Linked DNA regions of Zea mays: regions 1 and 2 are each linked to region 3. The links are chromatin contacts, called in public Hi-C maps. All regions are on one chromosome and are shown on one strand. Each heading gives the region's core, a stretch centred on a gene start, on an enhancer-like site or on the middle of the called end of the contact. The rest is flanking DNA. Distances are from core to core; before and after follow the strand shown.

Region 1 (4,197 bases), core at 475-2,974, 250 kb after region 3:
GAAAAATGCGTGACTCGATGATGGCGGTCCGACTCAACGAGAGTGGTCCGATTAAGCGAGAGTGCGACATAGTAATCAAATGACGCAACCAAGTTCGTACGACACAAATACTGCATCGTGTTGCCAGGGCGCAGCCAGTGCTCAGCCAATGCCATAACTCGGTCGATTAATAACGTAGTCTGATCGACGTGTCTGAGTACCCACTATACAATTTAATCGCTCGACGTGAATCCAAAAGCTCAACACATCATAAATATTTAGAGCGTATAAAAATGCTCAACATAGTCTTCACATGCATTTTTCTACTAATTATTTACTGCGAGAAATAATTGATCAAGGAAGAAATTGCAATATAAAACAAGTTTTTTATTCTATTTTTATTTGCAACGTAGAATAAATAGAGTTAATAGCATACGTTTCATATTTTTTAGCCACACGTCACGCCTCGCGCGTGGTCAAAGAAATGGGGCCCGCATTCTTTTTAGCCGGATGACCCGCTCGTGGGAGCACCCATGGACCGTTCCTAGTTAGAGGACCTGGCCTGCATGCGTGGCAGCGTGGGGATGAGGGCCCCACCACCACATTTTTTTGACTCGGCAAAAGGAGCCCTGCATGCACGCATGCTGCACTCTCTCTCGGTTGAACGGTTCAGACGTCATCCATTTAGGCTAGGCTGGTTTCTTGCCTTATCTTTGACCATGCACGCAAGATTTCTCCCACTACAGAGACTTCGGATCGATGCCGTACAGGGCTGCGTGGCTCAACCTCACCTCGGTGCTGCCGATGCGTCGAGTAGGTGCTGCGCCAGCCGTGTGTTGAGCGGAGAAGCTCCAGGACGCGGTACAGGATGCACGGAGCCGCCAACAGAGCGGCTCGCGCGTCGCAGGCGCGCGCGGAGGTGCCTTTTTTTCTTAGTCGTCAACTAAATCACAAATCCAATATAAAAATTACATACCATGTTTCTTGATTCAGTAAACGGATGACATTTTATCAATATTTTAGTGCACATTTATAATGCGGGCATGGCTGCTGGCGTGCAATACGGTCCTAACGCGCGTGCGCAACACCACTACGTCAATGACAGTTTGTCGCGCACGAATCACAATCCGTACACAACAATGGATCAACCAATAAACATACCGCTCGTGCGTAGAGGGAGAATCGAAGGCTGTCACGTAGGATAGTTCGGCTAGGCCGAGAGACCTGCCGGCTTGACGAAGAGTTGATGCAGATCTAATCTCGCAGCAACGTCGAGGTAGAGCGTGCTGATAACGTGTTGAGAAATATGTTACCACAGATCACCAGATCGCTCCCTTCCCTCCCGTCAGCAGTAGAGGCGCAAGAAGCTGTAGAGTACATGTCTCCCTTGCCATAAGCACGACAGAGAAAACACACGAGACACGATGTAGGGTTAGGCCTCTGGCCTCTTTCTCTTCTCTATCACATATGAAGGGGTGTACAAGTTCTTTATATAGAGATGTGACACCCCTCAGGGGCAAAGTCGGTATTTGCCCACATAACCCTAACTAGTGTTACTTAACACAAACTATACAAACTGAAAGCCACTCGTCAAAACAATGGAAACCCAGCATGGATTCCACCAATTCTGGCCTGATCGAAAAGAGCCCAACCCAACAAAAAGACTTTTCATAATCCAGCCCGATTAGAACTACTACCTGCCTCTTGTCCTCAATCGAAACCATCCACAGTTTGGTCCGTACCGGTTCCCAACCCCAACTCCAACGGACAAGCCCACTAGGCCTCAAACCAACCCCAAGTTATCAATCCTTAAAAAGCGGCTTTTAAAAAATAATAGCAAGAGAAAAAAAACTACATGAAATAAGAAGCGCAGCTGAACTTTGTCGAAAGGAAAGACAAGCACGACTAAAGTTTGATTATAAAATTTATAAATATCTGCCGGCAGATTTGTTGTGCGGTTTTGCTCCACTTTGGTACAGTCGAGATGTATGTTCGGCTGGTGCCAATGCTGGCCGTGGCAAACGGATAAGTTGGGGACCGTTTGGATTGGATAGGATTTCGAAAATCCCACGCAAAATATATCATAGAGATTTAAACAAGCTAAATTTTAGATGCTACAGTGCATTATCCGGTCTAAAATCTTGTATTCACGGTTGGGTAAGATAAAAGGAGATTCTGCAGGCAACAGATGTTAAAAAGACAAAAATAACCTTCAAAAGGGTATGCAGCAGAGAAGCTAAGGACAATAAAAGAATATATGTTGAATATGCGGCTCCAAATATCTACAATCCAAACAGACTAGATAGAGATCATGCATAATCTAGATAATAGAAAATCCAGATTTTCAATATCTATATTTCATCCAAACGTGGCCTTGGTATCGTTTGCCGCGGTTCCAGCGACAGTCAGCAAGCGCGTGCGATCATCGTGGCTCCAACGTACGACACGACACCGACTCAGTTGTTGTTGTCATGGGCGGTAACGGTTGCCTCTTGTCACGTGACATGGATTGAATCTATTTTAAATTTCTAAATATTTTAAAAATAAAAAGCTGAAACCTGGTCTATAAATAGAGGAGTGTTTGAACTTTCACACATTCTACACTTCAGATTTCTCTATCACCGCCTCATAATTAGGGGTGACAATAGACTCTAAATTTCACACTATAAGATTTAAGTATCAGATCAGATTAGGATCGAATCATATTTCTATTTATTTTTGAACTAAAATGTATTTAAGGCCCTTCCATTTTGTGAAGAAGCATTTGTATCGCGATCCATTACACCCCTACTCATAATCCTTCACACTCGTTTGATTCGAATCAACGTTGTTGTGATGTCTTTATTTAACTCCAACATTCTGATGACCAAAGAAGAGTTATTCAAGTTGCTGCTGCAAAATATAATCCAGTGGCGATAAAGCTTGCCTCCGAATCTTCCATATCAAGCAGGCGGTCGAGGCAACATCGGAGATACATCGACCGTGACCGTGAAGCCGCCCACGACCGGTTGATGTAAGACTACTTCAATGACCCAGTGCATCTACCCACCACTCTACTTTCATCAAAGGTACCACATACATGGAAGCCTCTTCTTTCACATCTTGGAGAGGATGGATGAGCACCCCCTACTTCACTCTTGGAACCGATGCAGTCACTATAGTGGTTTTCTCCCCACAAGAAGTGCGCAACTGTTATACACATGCTTGCGTATGGTAGCATTGATGACTCCATTGATGAGTACATCAAAATGGGGGAAAATTCTGTCTTAGAGTGTCTTGAACTATTCAGTAGAGGTGTTATTGCATGTATTAGAGCTGAGTACACGCGTCGTCACACTAACGATGACCTCATGCATTTAGCTAGGGGAAAGGGGATTTCTTGGTATGATAGGGAGTATAATTTGCATGCATTAGCATTGAAGGAACTATCCCTGAAAGAGAAATGGGATTAGGCCATTTCTATAGTGGTTCGGGTATTTGATGACCACCACAACATTATTGAATAACTAGTTTGCTAAGTTAATGGTTGCAGGTTCATAAGAATAAGAATAAAGATTCAATCTGAACTATAGCTTAGAACTTAGTTAGAAAGGGCATAATTTGGAAGAGAGTAACCTTGAGTGGTTCAAGCATTTGGATAAGTTCTAAAATGTCCTAGGAACATTTTGGAACCCTTGAGAGGCAAGAATGTTCAAATGCACTAAGGGGTTCCAGGAGCTAAGTTTGAAAAACTGAGTAGAAATGAGCATGTGGATTGAAAAGGACCAAAACTACGAAGACCTATGACTTACATTGTTTGGATAGATCGAGAATATGTTTCTCTATGTCATAGAAGTACTCAAAAGTATATCCAAATGAAGACAAGCGAAAAGGCTCATGTTTGGAAAAGTTAGAATATCTCTTTATGCACCGGACCAAAGTCCTAGAGAAGGTTTTAGAAGATCCAGGTAGCTGGCGTACCAGACTAGTTTTCTAGAGAGAGTATTTTCAAAAGTAGAGGGCTTGGCGCACTACACCAGTCTAGTGTCCCAACGAACCATGCATAGAATCATTCCAGTGTGCCAATAGACCATGCACCGAACTAGTCCGGTGTGCCAACGGACCATGCACTAGACTGGGTGTGTAGAGAGTATGTTTTCAGACCTAGAGCATTTGGTGCACTAGACCTAGGTCCTTTGTGCACCGAACGAACAGTACCACTAATGGTTGGAAGAGTTC
Region 2 (3,697 bases), core at 880-3,379, 140 kb after region 3:
GGCGTTCTGCTGCTGCTCGTACCGGCAGATGTAATTCAGGCCAACGAGCAGCTCGCAGAGCACCGCCTCCGTCGTCTCCCGGTCAGCGAAATACAGGGTCTGCAGCAGCAGCACGTTCCCCTTCATCACGATCTGCTGCTGCTCGAAGTTCCTCTCGGCCTGCCATCGGACCGTGTCGTGCGCCATCGGAGCCAGCCACGCCAGCGTCTTCTCCAGCGCCTCCCGCCAGTCGTGCGCCAGGAACGCGTCGTAGATCGCCACGCTCTTCGCGTGCGTCTTCAGGCTCCTCCGCAGCGCCGCCTTCAGGCTCGACGGCAGCATCTGGTACAGGTCGTCCCGCGCCTCCTCGCCGACGAGGTGCGGGTACCGGAGCAGCTTCTCGATGATGATGACGACGTTCGCGTAGTGCAGCGCGAGAGCGGAGCCGCCGACTGTGGACGGCGGCGCCAGTGATGTCACCGTGCTCTTGGGCCCGAACCGCGCCGCCTTTCTGGTAATCCTGCCACTCTTGGATGGTGGCGTTGTCGTCATCGTCGTCGTTGTCGACAGCCCCTGCTCGCTGCTGAATGGCACCAGCATCCCTGATCTGATCGTGCTGATGCGGCTGGAATCTTCCAGGAACTCGTCCTCGAACCCATCGTTCCATGACGCCGAGCTGCTCAGGCTCAAGCACTCCATGAGCATCTTCCCCGGGCTCGCTCCACAGCCTGACCGAAGATTCACTGGCCGCGACATGTCCGGATCGACTCTGGAAACCGGCCCTGAGTTGCCGCAATCACTGAGATCGCTTCGGACGGGGCCTGAGTTTGCTGTTATTGGACCGGAGAGCCGCCGGCTCTGGTCGCATTGCCTCGACGACTCGCTGGACGGCGTGGCCAGCAGCAGGTCGAGCCCCAGCATGGGGTCGCCGAACACGAGGCGGATGCGGGCGTAGATGGCGCAGGCGGCGCGCGCGAGCAGGAGCACGGCCTTGTCGTAGGTCCAGTTCCAGAGCGAGGCGTCCCTGAGGCGGCGCACGTCGTGGCGGCGCCACCGCGCCCGCTGCTCCAGCGCGCGGCGGGCCTCGTCGGTGGGCAGCTTCCGCGCCGACTGCTCCAGCTCGGTGAGCGCCTCGAGCGCGGCGTAGAGAGCCGCGGTGGCGGCCGCGAGGCGGTCGAGCCTGCGCACGAGCGACGCGGCGTCGGACGCGGAGGCCACGGCGAAGAGCGCGCCGGTGGCGCCGGAGCGGCCGGCGAGGAGGTCAGCGTAGACGTGGTCGAAGCCCACGAGCGGCGGCGCCGTGCAACGGCGGCCGAGGCGCGAGGCCACGGCCGCGACGCGGTTCAGCGCGTCGAGCTTCTCGGCCAGCGCGAGCGCCAGGAGGCGCGCGTCGTCGCCCGGGACCAGCGCGCGCACGGCGCGGGAGCCGAGGCAGAGCGGCCCGAGCAGGCGCGCCGCCTCGGCGTCGGAGAGCGAGCGGTACAGGTTCGCCGCGCGCGACATGGCGTTGGCCACCTCCAGGGACAGGATGCCCAGCCTGCCGTCGCCCGCCGCAGCCGCGCCGCCCTTGTTGGCGCTCGCCGCCGCCGGCCGCGCCTTCTTGGAGGAGGAGGACGACGACGTCGCCATGGAGAGCACCTTGTGCACCAGCGGCTCCGCCACCATGACTCCCTCCGCTCCGGTCGCGTCGTCGAGAGGAGTAGCCAAGAAGGAAGGGTGTGTTTGAATTGGAACGCTGGGATTTCGTGCGTGACTGGCTAGGCGCCCTCGGTCAGCAGCAGCAGCAGTGTGAGGGAGGAGGGAATTAATGGCGGGCCAGAGCACGTAGAGATGTCAACACTCCGAGACAAGGCAAGGCTGGCACTTGTAGAATGGAAAACCGAAAAAGGAGAACAGCATTTCTCGGATGGTGCGCCAAGAACCCCAAGGTGGAGAAGTGGAGATGGAGGTAGAAGGAACGAACGAACGACAGCAAGGGGACGAGGAGGAGTGAGACGAAGGTAGTAGCTACGACGAGGTGTGAGATCTGGATGCGAGAGGTGACGCCATTGATGCGCGGCCCCAACTCCTGGCTGGTGTGGTGGCATTAAATTGGAGCGGGAGGAAGGCAACAAAAGCAAGCAGCCGAAGAGCTCGCCTCGCCTGCCTCTGCAGCCGAAGCGAGCGAGTCATCATGGAGATGGACTGGTGCAGTGGTTGCCTCTGCTTCTGCAAATCTGCACCCGGCCCGGGTAACTTTCCCGGTTCCCTTTTCCGTTTCCGTTTCCCAATTCAATTCCATTTTCATTTCCATACCCACGACTACTGGGGCCATGGACTATGTGGGACCAAATTGTCAGTGGGGTTGGAGACCGTGTGTTGGGTTCTGGATGGATAGAGTGGAAGGAAATTTGCTTCACTTTGCGAGGAGGGGTTCGAAAAGTCGGGTAGCACTTCTGGAGCAAGTAAACCTACCGCAACATTACTTTTGTGGTGATTGAGACGAAAACGGATACTTATTTAGATATTTTATCTTTTTCCCCACTGTGAATAAATAGGATACAGGATCTATAACACAAATTTATATTTTTACTTTTAACATTAAGCTTATATATATTTATAAAAGATAAATCTCATGTTCATTATCTTCTCAAATGATAGTTATAAAATTCGATACAAATTCGAATAATTTCCACCTTATTGTTGTTGTAGGGAGCAAACAATGTATAAAACAATTTATATAAAAAATATTCTTATTTGTAATAACGCGTTCGATAACATAAAAAAAGATCGACATCAAATTTCATATATGTCTATTTTAAAATCTTAAAAAATGTTAAATTTGTCCTAACAATTCGGTTATCCACGTTCATCGCATTTGCGTGTTTCCAATCATCTCATCTCATTTACGTGTTTCCAAAGATGTGTTTGGTTTAGATACTAATTTGTTTAGTCACAAAATTATCAAACACATGGACCGGTCCATTTCCAAATCTTCATATCTAATTGTTAGCCAACTAATAAATTGTTAGTTGAATTAGTTGACTAACTATTAGTTAGGGTTGCTCTAAACCTAAATTTAATGGATTATTATAATAAGCTAAATGTACTTACTACCCGTCTCTTTTTCTAATAAGCTAATAGATAGAAACGACCATGGAAAATTTGATCATCAACGACCTATTAGCTGGTTTTATTTGAGTTGAGGTAGCTAACAACTAATTGCTATTTAGGGGTATAGCTAACAATTAGTTTGTCTATTAGCTGACTCGTTATAAATCTCTCAGCCATTTTTAGCTACTAACTAGTAGTTTTAGAGTTTGGAATGTTCTAAAAGGAGACTAAACCATTTTAGTCTCTAATCACTCGAGGGGTGACTAAAAAGAGACTAAATTGTTCCTTTTACCGTCATTATTTCTCCTTTATTGCGATGTCCAGGTATGAGCGAGAGAAGACTGATTGGTTGAATCACAATCCGTCCGTTTGGTTGGTTGTACGGGGCAGAAACTGCATCCACAAATCTTGAAAACATATTTTGTTTGTTTTACTTCTCTGCATAACCAGACTGAGTGGGTGCAAGAAACAACAGCGAGCCAGGCCTGTAAAAAACAGTCGCTCGGCGCGTACGCGCGCGTGCAGGCGCGGTGCAGCCACGCTCGTACGGACCAGGTGCGCGCGGTGCAGCCACGCTCGTATGGACCAGGCTGGCACCGTCCAACAACTAAACAGCCGGAATATG
Region 3 (4,159 bases), core at 119-2,618:
GGATTATCTTTTGCTCTATTTATTTGAACCCTTTCTTGGTCTTTTTATTGGTTTGTTGTGAACCTTTGGCACCTGTAAGACTTACAATCTAGAGCAAACTAGTTAGTCCAATTATTTGTGTTGGGCAATTCAACCACCAAAATCAATTAGGAAAAGGTGTAAGCCTATTTCCCTTTCAAATACATCTCCAAATAAAATAACCAAACCTCTACTAAAAGGGAGAGAAAAAGGAAACTATAGAGAGAAGAAGAGAGGTAACACCTAAATTTGGTAGATACTAGAGAAGAAATTTTATACACCTAAATTTATGGTGTTAAAGTGGCCAAGTGGGTCTTAGATGGCTTCGATACATTTCATATGTATCATTACATTTAGTTCTTAATAAATTAGTGATTGATATCTAACCATGTTTTCATAACTATGTAGGGAGTCCCAATACGAATACACTACATAAGACCATGATCACGGCGCACCTGCCAGTGTAGGACACATAGGGATCAGACTCCAAGGCCTACAACAAGCATATCAGACCCCGATTCTAGCAATAAAAGACAAGGTTCGTCTTCACCCCTACTTTCCTATGCCAATTATCCGGTTGGTGAGGTGACACAGTAACCAATGAGGTGGGTGTACGAATGGGAGGACATTAAGTACTACCAAATGTTGGTGGAGTCATGGATTACGACTTCTTCGTGGACCGATCAGACTTGGACAGGGTACAATGCACAATTGATACATGAGCAAGGTATTATGTTGCTATCAACGGAGGAGTATAATATGGCACAAGCACAATATCAGTGGAATGCACCATGTGTGAATGATCTTTGACGGAGCAACAACTGTGAACTATGAATGGTGTATTTTTATCTTCGTCATTGTTTGTGAACTATGAAACTGCTAAATATTATTATTAAAATTGTGATATTGTTTAGGGTCATCTTTTGTTTAAATTATGGAGCCTTAATATGCTTTATTTACAAAATACATATAGCTCGGTCTTTATTTCTATGCTGTCGATTTATCAGGCCAAAAACCGATTAATCAGTCTTATCGATTTATGGGTTTTGAATTAAAATTTTTTGACCAATTCCTACCTATTTTCACCGGTATCGATGGGCACATGTTTTCACAATTTCACCCCTCAGATCTTGTTCGGTTATTTTCAATCTATATAGATTGGAAGTAATTGATTCAAATTGAAAGAAATTTTAACTTACTAAGATTAAAATTCACTAAATCTTTCTCAATCCATATAAATTAGGATAGAACCGAACAAACCCTCAACCGGTTTAGTGAACCCCGCCGGAGAGACAACCCAACCCCCCTGCTCGACCCGCTGAACTGCCGAAGCATCGCCTACTCTTCCTACTCAGCTCCGCTGGTCCGGTCGTCGCGTAGCGCCCTCACCCCCAGCCACCCCCACCACGAAGGCCGCGCGCTCCCCGCCTTCCGACGTCGCTCTCTCCGCCCAGCTCAAGCGCCCAGCGGTGAGGGAAGGGAAGGAAAAACAGACCTTTTTTTTTCTTCTCGGCGGCCTCGTGACTATGGATCCGCCGAGCTCCGGTCTCCCGCCGGTGCCGAGGTTTCCTGGCTCGATCCGTGACCGGCCCACGTGGAGACGGTGCTGGTGCTAGTACCGGTGCCTCCACCGTGTTTCTTGGCGACCTTACTACCTCCTCTCCTCCTCTGGAAGATTGCTGCTGCAGCCTGCAGGAAAGATGGCCGAACGCCGAAGGTGGGCAGCGTTAGTTACTCCTCCATGCTTTTTTCCTTCAGTTCAACAAATATGTTTGGATTTTTTTTTACCGGACTGTGGAATGCTTCGAGCTCGGGGGTTTATCGGATTTGGGCTGTTCTAAATCTCCTACCTACTCTGGCCCATATTTTTACCTTCTGGAGTACGTGTATAACAAGATCCATGGTGGACTGATGGATTCGGTTTTGACCGATACATGTATTTCGATGCTATTTTTTGGAAGGATTAAATCTTCAACACGTGCCCAAGCCCAACCGCCCAAAGGCATCGATTTGCTTTTCGCCAGATCTTGATTTGTGTGCCGCGGTTTGATTGATTGCAAAGCTGTGATGTTAACTGCGTTCAATTTGTACTTATACTACATCTGATGAATGCAGGAGCGTCGGCGCGTGCAGTGTGGAATCGACGCCGAGCGCCTCCAGTCGGTGCAGGAATGCGCAAATGCACGTCTGAATGAAGCCTGGTTGGTGGTAGAGCCGATGGTGGTGGGAACGGCGCCGTGCGGGGTCTCCGTCTCCTCCGTGTGGATCCTCCTGCTCCTTTCCTCCCTGCTCCTCTCGCCGTCGGCGGCGTCCGTCGATTTCGGCCACTGCGGCTGCGACGACGCCGACGACGGCGCCCTCTCGAGCACCTACAACATCCTGCAATGCCAGAAGGTCAGCGACTTCCTCATCGCCGCGGCCTACTTCTCCATCCCGCTCGAGCTGCTCTACTTCGCCACCTGCTCCGACCTTTTCCCCCTCAAATGGATCGTGCTGCAGTTCGGCGCCTTCATCGTGCTCTGCGGCCTCACGCACCTCATCACCGTGTTCACCTACGACCCGCACTCCTTCCACCTCGTGCTCGCCCTCACCGTCGCCAAGTTCATGACGGCACTAGTCTCCTTCGCCACAGCCATCACGCTGCTGACACTGATACCGCAGCTCCTGAGGGTGAAGGTCAGGGAAAACTTCCTGGTGAACAAGGCACGTGAGCTGGACCGGGAGGTGGGGATGATGAAAATGAAAGAAGAGGCGAGCTGGCATGTGCGTATGCTCACACAGGAGATCCGCAAGTCGCTCGACAGGCACACCATCTTGTACACCACCATGGTTGAGCTCTCGAAAGCGCTGGAACTGCAGAATTGTGCTGTCTGGATGCCCGATGAAACCAGGAGCGAGATGATCTTAACTCATCAGCCAAGGGAAAGGGATATAATGGACCAGCAGAACTGCTCGATTCCTATTGATGATCCAGATGTTCAAGAAATAAAGGCTACCAAGGACGCAAAAGTTCTTGGGCCAGATTCGGCACTAGGGGTTGCTACCCGCAAGCTTGACGTGGGGCCTGTGGCTGCAATAAGGATGCCGATGTTAAGGGTGTCAAATTTCAAAGGAGGGACTCCAGAAGTGATGCAGACGAGCTATGCTATCTTGGTTCTGGTTTTGCCTAATGATGGTTCATTGGGGTGGGGTAGAAGAGAGTTGGAGATTGTTGAAGTAGTTGCTGACCAAGTTGCGGTCGCTTTGTCACATGCTGCACTCCTAGAGGAGTCTCAGCTGATGCGAGAGAAACTTGCTGAGCAGTATAGGGACTTGCTGCAGGCAAAGCATGAAGCCATGAGGGCAGGGGAAGCTCGGAATTCCTTCCAGACTGCAATGTACGACGGAATGCGAAGGCCAATGCACTCAATCCTTGGTCTTGTCTCAATGATGCAACAGGAGAGCATGAATCCAGAGCAAAGGGTTGTGATGGATGCCATTGCCAAGACAAGCAGTGTTGCGTCCACACTGATGAATGATGTGATGCAAACATCGACAATGAACTGTGAGCACTTGTCTTTGGTGAGGAGGCCGTTCAATCTTCATTCTTTTATTAAAGAAGCTGTTGGAGTGGTCAGATGTCTAACTGGTTGCAAGGGTGTAGAGTTTGAGTTTCAAGTGGATAATTCTTTGCCAGAAAGGATCATTGGTGATGAGAAGAGAGTCTTCCACATTGTCCTGCACATGGTAGGCACCCTAATAAACCGATGTAATGTCGGCTGTATCTCGTTATATGTCAATGGTCATAATGAGGTTGAAGAGAGGCATAATCATGACTGGATGCTGCGGAGAACAAACTTCTCTGGGGGCTATGTTTGTGTGAAATTTGAGATTAGGATTAGAAAATCCAAGGACTATCTTTTGAGTTCAAACGGTCAGATAAGTCATGGGTCCAAACCAAACAATTCTGAGATGGGGCTTAGCTTCAATATGTGCAAGAAGATTGTGCAGGTAAATCGAAATAATAAAACATCTCAAGCATTTACATCCAATAGGAAGAAAACTATATTGTCATCTCGTTTATGTCACTCGCTCCTGGTGCTTCTCAGGCTCTGTATATATATTGCTGATAATGCTTGGTTAGGTTTGACTTCTATGCAAG

The links. Hi-C and Micro-C count contacts between places; a contact is called where the count stands out from the background.
Region 1: a Hi-C map of leaf shows a contact between it and region 3, with 4 times the contacts expected there. The contact joins the enhancer-like site here to the promoter of LOC100193682 in region 3. A contact is called at or near these places in 4 of 25 Hi-C or Micro-C datasets (bundle sheath, ear, leaf and 1 more).
Region 2: a contact with region 3 is called in a Hi-C map of tassel, with 4 times the contacts expected there. The contact joins the promoter of LOC103648830 here to the promoter of LOC100193682 in region 3. A contact is called at or near these places in 11 of 25 Hi-C or Micro-C datasets (bundle sheath, ear, endosperm and 3 more) and 1 of 3 datasets of contacts at active chromatin or transcription factors (leaf).

Annotation. Positions count from the first base shown.
Region 1 is chr2:107,325,442-107,329,638 of Zm-B73-REFERENCE-NAM-5.0, forward strand. No RefSeq gene overlaps it. Among protein-coding and RNA genes, the nearest start is that of LOC111591043, 33 kb to the left of the region's middle. Within about 2 kb of position 1,725, at least 14 of the 20 cell types and tissues checked have an H3K27ac peak or open chromatin away from gene starts, as enhancers often do. A contact at or near this core is called in bundle sheath, ear and leaf, where this site is marked.
Region 2 is chr2:107,211,573-107,215,269 of Zm-B73-REFERENCE-NAM-5.0, forward strand. LOC103648830 reads right to left here and starts at 2,130. Exons shown (of 1, transcript XM_020548376.3): 1 at 1-2,130. The coding sequence starts at 1,644.
Region 3 is chr2:107,073,532-107,077,690 of Zm-B73-REFERENCE-NAM-5.0, forward strand. It overlaps LOC100193682, which reads left to right and starts at 1,369. Exons shown (of 3, transcript NM_001358862.1): 1 at 1,369-1,735; 2 at 2,134-4,008. The coding sequence starts at 2,236.